Linked DNA regions of Mus musculus: region 1 is linked to region 2. A link is a contact called in public Hi-C data. All regions are on one chromosome and are shown on one strand. The core of a region is the stretch at or near the end of the contact, and the rest is flanking DNA. Distances in the headings are between cores, read along the strand shown.

Region 1 (5,413 bases), core at 1,082-3,581, 100 kb after region 2:
CAATAGGAGGAGAGGCCCTTAGTCTTGTGAAGGCTCGATGCCCCAGTGTAGGGGGATCCCAGGACAGCGGAGTGGGAATGGATGGGTTAGTGAGCAGAGCAGGGGGGATGGAATAGGGGAGGTTCAGAGGGAAAATGGGGGAAGGGGATAAAATTTGAAATGTAAATAAAGAAAATATCTAATAAAGAAGAAAATGCAAAAAAAAAAAGAATGAAAAAAAAAGAGAATGTAAGAGGTGGAGGACAGAGAACAGTGTGGTATTAAGTCCTGTCTTCTACATATGGCATTGCCATTGTGTTTAGGAACTCACTGCAAGTATGGTTACCTGCACCATATCGAGCAAATAAGATCAACCAATGTTCCAACAGGGAAGCACTAATCAGATTCAGTGGTTTAAAAATAAACAAAAACAGCAAGAGAGAGAGAGAGAGAGAGAACATGAATATGAAAGGAAGACATGTTAAGAGTGGAGCCTGTGGGAGAGTTAGGAAGTGATATGATCAAGATATATTGTTTACATGATGAAGATACATTGTTTACATGTATGACAATATTGAAGAACAAATAATGGTACTCTATTGTTTACATGGGCACTGTTGCTTCTAATGGATATGATAAGGCTTTCAGGAGATACTATCTGAGCAAATAATCAACTCAAAACTTTCCAAGAAAGACATGGTATAGGTATCCCAGTGCTTTTGCCACCACACAGTTTATTTTAAGCTCTTCTCTGACATTAAAAATCTTGTGCACAGGTTGTGAAGGTGAATCCAGGAGAAATTATGAGTAGGAGTTGGGGCAGTGAATAGGATCAAAGTACATTGTGTAAATATATAAATTTCTTAAAGAATTAATAAAACTACTATATTTTTAAAAACCATGTGCCTATGATAGTTCATCTTTTTCATCTAGGTGAATTACTTGTAAAAATGAGGACACCACTGGAACACAAACTGTGCCCAATCTTGTAGAGGGACTGAAAGAATAAAAGAAGGTAGCTCTATTGCTAACTATATGCCTTCTGTATAATTTTAATTGAATAAAATGAAATGAGATGCATATTCATAGTATGAATATTAGTATAGTATTCAAACTGAATCTGTAAAATAATAAATTCTGTTCTTAGTTCTTCTATAGTTTATCCACTCAAACATGTAACATTTGTCAAACTCATTCTGGTTGTTTTCCCTTTTGGGGGACAACACCTCTCTGTGGGGCTCTGGCTAGTTTCCAACTTATGACCCTGCTTCCTCAGTCTCCCGAGTCCTGTGGTTACATTGTATGCCAGACTGTTTGTTTAATTCTTGAACACTTTGCCTTTAAAAAAATACTTGGGAGTTACTGAGTTCCTTTGTGAAATCTCTGGAGACTGTACTTGGCATAGGGCAGGTGATCAAGCATGGTGTATGAAGCAGAACTGGATGGCTCTAGCCTGTCAAAGAAACTCCTACCTCCCATGGGAAATTTAACAACCCATTGCTCTCTTGACCCACATCTTTGCCTTAATTACTTAGAAATTATTGAAAAGCAAGTTTTGGTGGTCCACAGTCTACTCTGTGTATGCTATGATGCTACAAACCTTATCCTATGTTGAGAATGATACAGTTTGGAGAGTGGCTTTTGAAAGTGTCCATATCTAATTCAGAGGTTTCTCCAGTTTCTTTCTGCACTGCATATACTTTCCAACTATTCATACAGCGCCACTCTTCAGATGACTAATTCAGTCGTTTTCATGAGTATCCTTCCCTGAAGAAACCACTGATCACCAACCAGGACCCGCCACACATCCATGGACACCTAGAATCTACCATATGCATCCCTCTTGGAAAGTTGCCCCACACAGGAAAATTTTCTGACTTTTTCAAGATATCTGTTACCTCTGAATGGTTTGAACTTGTTCTCCAGGTCAAATTCTTGTCTTCCCAGTCGAGATAGGTCAATTCGAAGATCTGGACATATGGCATATTCCTCAATTGTTTTGCTGATCTGGTAGATTTTGTCTGAGACAACATCTGGTGCAGGACCTAAAATTTGACATCCAAAATGCATTTATTTTAAAGCCTCTATAATTTCTATCAGAGATGCATTACCGGCCTCCTGCACTAGCAAAGAGGGACTCTCTAAACAATGAACAAAGATTCACAAGTTCAATTAGACCATGTATCTCCCACATTGTATTTCTTCACTATGGAGAGGATATTTGATCAGCCCGGCCTGTTCAGTGTAGATGAACAACCCACATGTTTGTTTTAATCCACTTCTAAGCAATGATACATACACTCTAAAAATAGTTTTGCACCTGCTGGGGAGACCCGGTTATGTAATCAGCTTTGTTCAGGATATGAGACACAAACAGGATATGCACTTGACAGAAGTCGGAGATTCCAGATTCAAACCACAGCTCCCCAAGTGCCTCAGAACTCTGATTTCTACTCCTCACTGTTGTCTCATTGATATGTGATGCTACCCAGATACGTTCATTACTTTTTCCAGTTCATACTCGCCATCACAACTTAGTTTTTAAAAATGGGAAGTAGCTAAAAACTGCTTGATATGTTTCCTCAGGAGGTCAGATTGGCAACAGTGTTGGACTTAAATGACTTTAAATGAGCTAAGCATGAAATCAGTAGTTGGTTTTGGTCATAGACAGGACTATAGGGTCCTCATGTGAGCCTACATGTGTGAAAACATATTGGATATGTTATACGGAGCTTAATTCTCAAGAACACAAGTATTACCACCCTCTCTAAGTGGAGAAACTGAAGTCAGAGAGCAAGGTGAATCTTCATTTGTTCGTACAGTTTACCTTTAATTTTATGTGTATGGATGTTTCACCTTGACATTTTCTGTGCACCACATGTCTTTAATGGTCACAGCATCCAGAAGAGGGCATCATATCCCCCTGGAACTAGAGGTACAGACCAGAACATTGTCAGCTGCCTTGTGGGTGCAGAAGTATTTCATGTAACAGAATGCCCTCCAGGTCCATCCACGTTGTAACAAATGAAAGTCCATCCCATTCTAAGACTGGTAATATCCCATTGTGTATCTATTACCTTCTTCATCTATTCAACTATTAATAGATACTTGGGTTGTTTCTATATCTTAGCTGTCATGGTTTGTATATGCTCAGCCCAGGGAGTGGCACTATTAGAAGGTGTGAACTTGTAGGAGTAGATGTGTCACTGTGGATATGGGCTTTAAGACCCTCATTCTACCTGCCTGGAAGTTAGTCGTCCACTAGCAGTCTTCAAGAAGATGAAGAACTCTCAGCTCTGCCTGCATCATGCCTGTCTGGATACTGCCATAGTCTCACCTTGATAATAATGGACTGAACCTCTGAACCTGTAAGCCATCCCCAATCAAATGTTGTCCTTTATAAGACTTGCCTTGGTCATGGTGTCTGTTTACAGCAGTAAAACCCTAAGACATTAGCTATTGTGGGTAATGCTACAAAGAAAATAGGAGTGCAGATTTCCTTGCACTATAGTGATCCAGCATCATTGAGTTTAGAGTCAGAAGAGGGATGGCTTGCTCATATGGAAGTTCCTTTTTTTTTCCTCCATACTGTTTCCTTAATGGTCATACCAATTTGTATAACTTGACAATTATTCTAGGCTTCTCCTTCTCCCTATCCTCTCAAACATTTATGTTACTTATTTTCATAGTAGCCATCCTAGCAAATAGAAGACAATAACTGTCCATATGATTCTTGAATTTGTTATCTTATTGTCTAACTAAAGAATGTTCCACATGTCCTGGGAAAGAACATATCCTGCTGTCATGAGACAGTAAGTTCTAGTCGTGCCTGTGAGGTCTGTTTGGTATAAAATGAAGTTCAACTCCCATGAGAACTTTGTCTTGTTGATCTACCCATTGATGAAAATGGGATATTGAAGTACCCTACTATTGTTATCCTGATACCCATTGCTTCCTTTGTATTCATTAAGATTTGCTTTAAGTACTCGGGAGCCTCATCACTGAGCACATATAGACTCATAATTCTTATGGGTTCTTAGTGAACTGTTCCCTTTGTCATTACATGGTAACCTTATTTTCACCTTGTAATAATTATTTGACTTGAATTATATTTTACCTAAGTGTTACCAGCCTTGGTTTCCTTTGGCATCTATCTTCCAGAACTATCTTTTTCTCCTCCTTCCCTTTCGACTCACATGTGCTCTTAAAGCTTCAGAGTCAACTACAGGCAGCCAGGAGATGAGATGGCTCCTTTTTGTAGTCATCCAGCAACTCTACCTATTTTAATTGAAGAAGTTAATCCAAGTATATTCTGGGATATTACTCATAGTACTTACCCACCCACTCAGGTGACTGCTCTCTGGTTGTTTCCTTGGCTCTTTGTTACTTTCTTCCATTTTTTGTGTGTCTACTTTTGTGATTTTGTGATTTTCCTATACTATTGCATGTTGATTATGCCCTCAACACTTGTAGATGTGCTCTAATTTTTCCTTGTGGTTAGTATGTGTGTATGTGTGTGGGGGGGGAAGGATTATCTGTGAATATGCATGTGTGTGTTGGTGTATGGGTATGTGTGTATCTGTGTGTGTCTTTCTTTGTGTATGTTAACATTCCATATGAATAATTTATGAATAGTTTATTTTTTTTTATTTATTTATTTATTTATTTATTTTTCCATTTTTTATTAGGTATTTAACTCATTTACATTTCCAATGCTATACCAAAAGTCCCCCATATCCACCCACCCCCACTCCCCTGCCCACCCACTCCCCCTTTTTGGCCCTGGTATTCCCCTGTACTGGGGCATATAAAGTTTGCAAGTCCAATGGGCCTCTCTTTCCAGTGATGGCCGACTAGGCCATCTTTTGATATATATGCAGCTAGAGTCAAGAGCTCCGGGGTACTGGTTAGCTCATCATGTTGTTCCACCTATAGGGTTGCAGATCCCTTTAGCTCCTTGGCTACTTTCTCTAGCTCCTCCATTGGGAGCCCTATGATCCATCCATTAGCTGACTGTGAGCATCCACTTCTGTGTTTGCTGGGCCCCGGCATAGTCTCACAAGAGACAGCTACATCTGCGTCCTTTCAATAAAATCTTGCTAGTGTATGCAATGGTGTCAGCGTTTGGATGCTGATTATGGGGTGGATCCCTGGCTATGGCAGTCTCTACATGGTCCATCCTTTCATCTCAGCTCCAAACTCCGTCTCTGTAACTCCTTCCATGGGTGTTTTGTTCCCAAATCTAAGGAGGGGCATAGTGTCCACACTTCAGTCTTCATTCTCCTTGAGTTTCATGTGTTTAGCAAATTATATCTTATATCTTGGGTATCCTAGGTTTGGGGCTAATATCCACTTATCAGTGAATACATATTGTGTGAGTTTCTTTGTGAATGTGTTACCTCACTCAGGATGATGCCCTCCAGGTCCATCCATT
Region 2 (4,995 bases), core at 1,318-3,817:
TAGTGAGAATTCTGGAATTTTTGTCCCTTAAAATAATAAACACAGAAGTATTATTAGAATATGTTTTTGTTTTAATCCCAGGTGTAGGATACAGGGCTACTCCACAGCAGCTGACTGTGATTTGCCTCGTGCTCTAGCAGAGCTGTGGTTTTGCCAACTGCTGATAGTGTCTGTGGTTGTGGGACATTTGGAATTTTGGATACTTTTCAGAGGAAAATAAAATGCTTGTGCCCCAAGAGGCAGGGTTGGTGGTTGGTTGTGGTTTTTTTTTTTTCTTTTTAGCAGTTGTGGTCAATGAAGAAACAAGAAGAAAGAAATTAGAGTCACAGATCTCATTCTCTGTCTCTCTGTCTCTCTGTCTCTGTCTGTCTGTCTCTCTCCTTGCCTTCTTTCTCTCCCATCTCGTGATAGGGAGTGAACTGGGGGAGGGGGATAAAGGGTAGGGAAAAGAAGAACCCATAAAGTAGCAGTGACAAGCTACAAACATTAGCAAATGAAGATTAGCAAGTGAAGATGTGTGAACAGAGGGGTATACTGTGGGACACACTGTGACACACTACAGCTTCCACAATGAGATGTTTTCTGTGCTTTGTTGTTGTGTGTTGTTTTGAGGGGGAGATTTCAAGGGCAAAGAGCTAATATGAAGGGACAGGGAGATGAGTGAGACTGGGGTACATGAGGGAAACTCAAAAAGAATCATAAAAAGTTGTTTTTTTTTTTTTTTTTTTTTTTTTTAATCAACAGGCCCCTTTGAGTCCAACAGAAAGAATGAAAGAATTGTTTGGAGAAAATTAAACCAAAGGACCCCTTAGATGCTCTCTCAAAGATCGAATCTAGCAAATGCTACTTTAAGTGATGAGATGCTGATTGGATTTTCCTCATTAAATCATAGCCATAAAATGTGGGCAAGGGAAACAGATTGGGTATATTCGCTCATTTCTTGGTTGGAATTATTGCCCATCCCTGTTTACTCTACATCACACTGGTGTTGGGCCTGGGAGACCATGGGCTCAGAAATACCACCCCACACCCCACACCTCACACCCCACACCCCACACCCTAGTCACAGCAGCACTTACTCCCCTAGTTCCTGTGTGAATATGCAACCTTCCCTCTTTTATTAACATGATCATATAGAGACAGTAGAGTTTCATCATGAGGTGCCTCTGATTGAAGACCACTTAGAGGCTCTTTATAGTTTAGAAGACAGCCGTAAACCTATCAGCTTTTGCCAGGAGAGGTTAACTCACTGTAACTGAACTCTCTAGAAGCAGAAGGAGGGCCTCCCACCTAACAAGAAACTATGATACCATTACTCTATTTTTCATAGCAGTAGCTAACAGGTAGGTAATTATAAAGAACGGACTATGTGTTTAGTGCTTAAAGGACAAATAGGAAAATCCCAGGGAAACTGGATACTACTAGGAAATATTTTTCCAATAGTTTTCAAGACATCCTACTAACAGGCATATTTAGCAAAGCAAAGCAGAGAGCCAAGTTGTTTTCGTTTGCCATGACTACAGGGTTGCAGAACTGTTGAAGTAGAAAATTATAATTGTAGGTATCATAATACCACATGAGACTGTCTCTAATCAATCTCGCCAAGAAAGCTAACCAGCCATATAATTATATTCCATTGAGGAAAGACTCAGAGTTTGACGCAATGATTTCACTGGGTCAGCTCCTGCCTACTCTTCTGGGCATGGCTTAAATGTCATCTCCCACTGAAGAGCTTCCTAGATTCCTGCCCTACATTAGTTCTCCGAATATGTATGCCCAACTAAGTTCTCAAAATCATGTTTTCTAAGTTCTACAGTAATTACAAGTTCAACCATAATGGTGGCAATCTGTCAGCTCTCAGTGTCTGGCCACTTTTCCCAGCTGCCCTTCCTTCACAGAACCAAGACTGAAATTTTCCTACTGTTAGGATTGGAAGAGTCTCCTAGCTATGGGAACTGAAAAGACAGGACCAAGGCTACAAACAGACAGGACAACTCAGTGATAGGAGACTGTCTCGGCACTAAAATGTCCCTTGGGATGTTGGTGGTAAAAGGGACACAGCGCCTAGCCCTGGATATGAAATGATGGTAGTGGTACCAAGCCTTATTAAGTTGCTATTTCTAAAGGCAGTAGATCCTTAGTTCACCCAGAAGCCTAAAACAGTCATAGTAAATCCCATGAAGGCTAGAAAGCCATAATCAGGACAAAGGAGTCCCTGAGAATTCAAGTTGGGGTGGAGTGCCTTAGGGCTTCCTTCTTGCCTCCAACTTTTTCAGGGTCTCAGGCAGGACAGATTTCCCTGAACATTTCCAAGGCCATTGAGCAGGCCAGGGATTTATCACCACAACAGGATTTTAGGGTCAATTTGGTTGGCATGTAGAATGACTTTTTTTTTTTCCATTATCTGTTTTCTGACTCTGACCTCAAATTAAGGTCAAAGAGGGAGTCTAAGCTGCCTTAAAGAACCTTTCCCTTCCTGAACCAGAATGTATGTGTTGGTGGGGAGTGGAGGGGGATGATGGAGGAGAGGGTAATGTGAGTTGAATCACTGAGAGATGACTCAGAAACCAGAGGCCCTTTCAGATCTTCACATGACACCCTGGCAAGTATATTTTCTCTTTGCTTTTCTTGTTATATGTGACTCATCAAAGCTCAGCTCTGTTCTTTTTGTTTCATTTGTTACAGTGTTGGGGGTCAAGGTAGTAAGATGTTCACCCTCTGTTACATCCCCAGTGCTCTCAAGGTTGCTTGAGTAAGTTAAGTTAATCACTTACTAGAGTCCTTTTTTGGTGCCAGGAATTTACAGGTAATGTTTGATTTTCCTACTGATTTCACGTGGTAGCCATCTATTATTCCCATTTTCTCAGATGGATATCATAGGGAGAACAAGTAAGATAATTCATAAAGACGGTGGAAGATCACCTCGTTGGATTTAAGGCTCACTCAATATGAGAAAATGGCACCATAAACTTAACCAACTAACTCTGGCTGGTGAGGTCATGGACCTTAGCGGAGAACCTATGACTGCCACATTCCTAAACCAGTATAATTCCCAACTGCATTTAAATACTTAGACTTATACCCACAAGTAAGTGTGGCTTTCATCTTGCATCAAAAACACTTGTCTTTGCAATAGACAGAAACCATTATGGAAATCCACAACCAGCTTACAATGAAGAGAACAACAGATTTTGGCATGCCCATTCCCAACTGATACATTTATAGCACAGTCCCTCCACCTAAGGCTAAGGAAACATCATGAAAAGGGTGTCGTAGGATCAACATGAGTCTTCTGTATGTCACAAGGAGTTGTACCCATGAAATCTTAACAATGTGGTCACCTAGACTAGACCTATATAACGACAATACCAGCCAACATCCCAAAATAGATGGGGAAAATCTTAGAAGGTCCCACTTTTGGATGAAGAGCTACAGTTGGTTGATAGCTACTAAAAGAAGAGTCTGTCTTCTCCAGGGATCAGCCCCTGAGATGGGTTACCCATCTCCAAGTTGCCAGCCCCGAATAATGTGAATATGAGCAAAACTAAATGGACTCACCATGTTTATTATTATACACATACATGCATGTGACAATAAGAAATAAAGAAGAAGAGGTCGTGAGTTTGTGAGGGAGTGGGGAAACATGGGAAGAGTTGCAGAGGGAAGAGAGTAGGGAAATGATGTAAATACAGTCCTCAAGTGTGAAATTCTCACAAAGAAATACTTTTTTTTAAAAAAAAGAGGAGGGCAGAAAGATAGGCAGTTGGTAAGTTCGAGGCCAGCCTAGGATATATACCAAGTTCCAGGCCAAATTAAGCTATAGAGTAAAACTTTATTTGAAAAAATATTGTTTATTGATTTTGGTGAGAATGTAGAGACAAGGGATTCCTTATCCATTGCTGGTAAGGGTAGAAACTGGAACATCCACTATGGAAATTAAAGCTAAAAGCATAACTACAGTTTGGTAATTTTTGGTATCCTAGGTATAAAGGATTATAAGTCATTATACCCCAAAGAAACAGTTACATCTATATTTATTGCTTTACTACACATATCAGGCCAGAAATGAAACCAGCCTAGATGTCCATTAATAGATGAATGGATAAAGAAAATGTGGTATATGTACACATTGAAGTTTCATTCAACTATGAAGAAAAAGGAGATTATTACATCTGTAGGAAAATGGATGGAACTGGAGATCATTATGTTATGTGAAATAAGCCAGATGCAGACAAATTTCCCATGTTTCTTCTCATAGGCGAAGCCTAGATTTAAATTGGGGGGGTGGGTAGAAAGAGATCTAAGAGAGGGGAAGAAGAAGTCTAAGGGAAGGGGGGAACAGGAGAGAATAACTGAATGTATGTGACAGGAACACAGAAGGAAAGACTGGGAAAAGAGAGGGGAGAGCAACGGGGTGAGCGGGGTAGAAGTGGGAGATGAGTAAGAAGAAAATCTGATATATTTGCCTGAAAAATACCACAATGAAACACTTGACCTTGAATGCCATGATAGTTAATTACCAGTTTCATGCAACCTAGGATCATGTAGAAAGAATGAGGGATGTCTAGATTAGCTGTTCTATGGGTATGCCTATGGACGTTATCGTAATTACATACCTTGAGATGGGAAGAGGCACCCGTGTGGATGATGTCATTTTTCTGGGCAGAGGATTCTGCATTGGGTAAGAGCAGAGATGGCAAGGAGAGCACTAGTACACATGTACTCTTTGCCCTTACCTCCTGATATTAATGGGATGTGGCCAGCTCCCTCAAGCTTCCATGGCGGTGACTTCTCTGCTAGCTCTGCTATAATATGCTATAACCTGGAACTGTGAGCCAAACGAATCCCTTCTTCCCTAAGTTATCTTTGTATTTTGTCACAGCAGGCAGAAGGAAAATCAAGTCAGAAATTAGAACATTAAATCTTGGTTTTTGTTTTTTAGTGGTGGAGGAGTAATGCCAGTCCTTAGATTTCCCTGACTACCCACTTCAAAGT

What was found. Hi-C and Micro-C count contacts between places; a contact is called where the count stands out from the background.
Region 1: a Hi-C map of myocytes shows a contact between it and region 2, with 2.3 times the contacts expected there. A contact is called at or near these places in 5 of 484 Hi-C or Micro-C datasets (adipose-derived mesenchymal stem cells, embryonic fibroblasts, muscle stem cells and 2 more) and 6 of 130 datasets of targeted methods (the NIH/3T3 cell line, embryonic fibroblasts, heart atrium and 1 more).

What each region holds. Positions count from the first base shown.
Region 1 is chr19:24,822,415-24,827,827 of GRCm38.p6, forward strand. Pgm5 (phosphoglucomutase 5) reads right to left here. Exons shown (of 11, transcript NM_175013.2): 3 at 1,878-2,024. Among named protein-coding and RNA genes, the nearest start is that of Gm52405, 34 kb to the right of the region's middle.
Region 2 is chr19:24,718,099-24,723,093 of GRCm38.p6, forward strand. All of the region lies in intron 9 of Pgm5 (phosphoglucomutase 5), which reads right to left. Among named protein-coding and RNA genes, the nearest start is that of Gm38581, 13 kb to the left of the region's middle.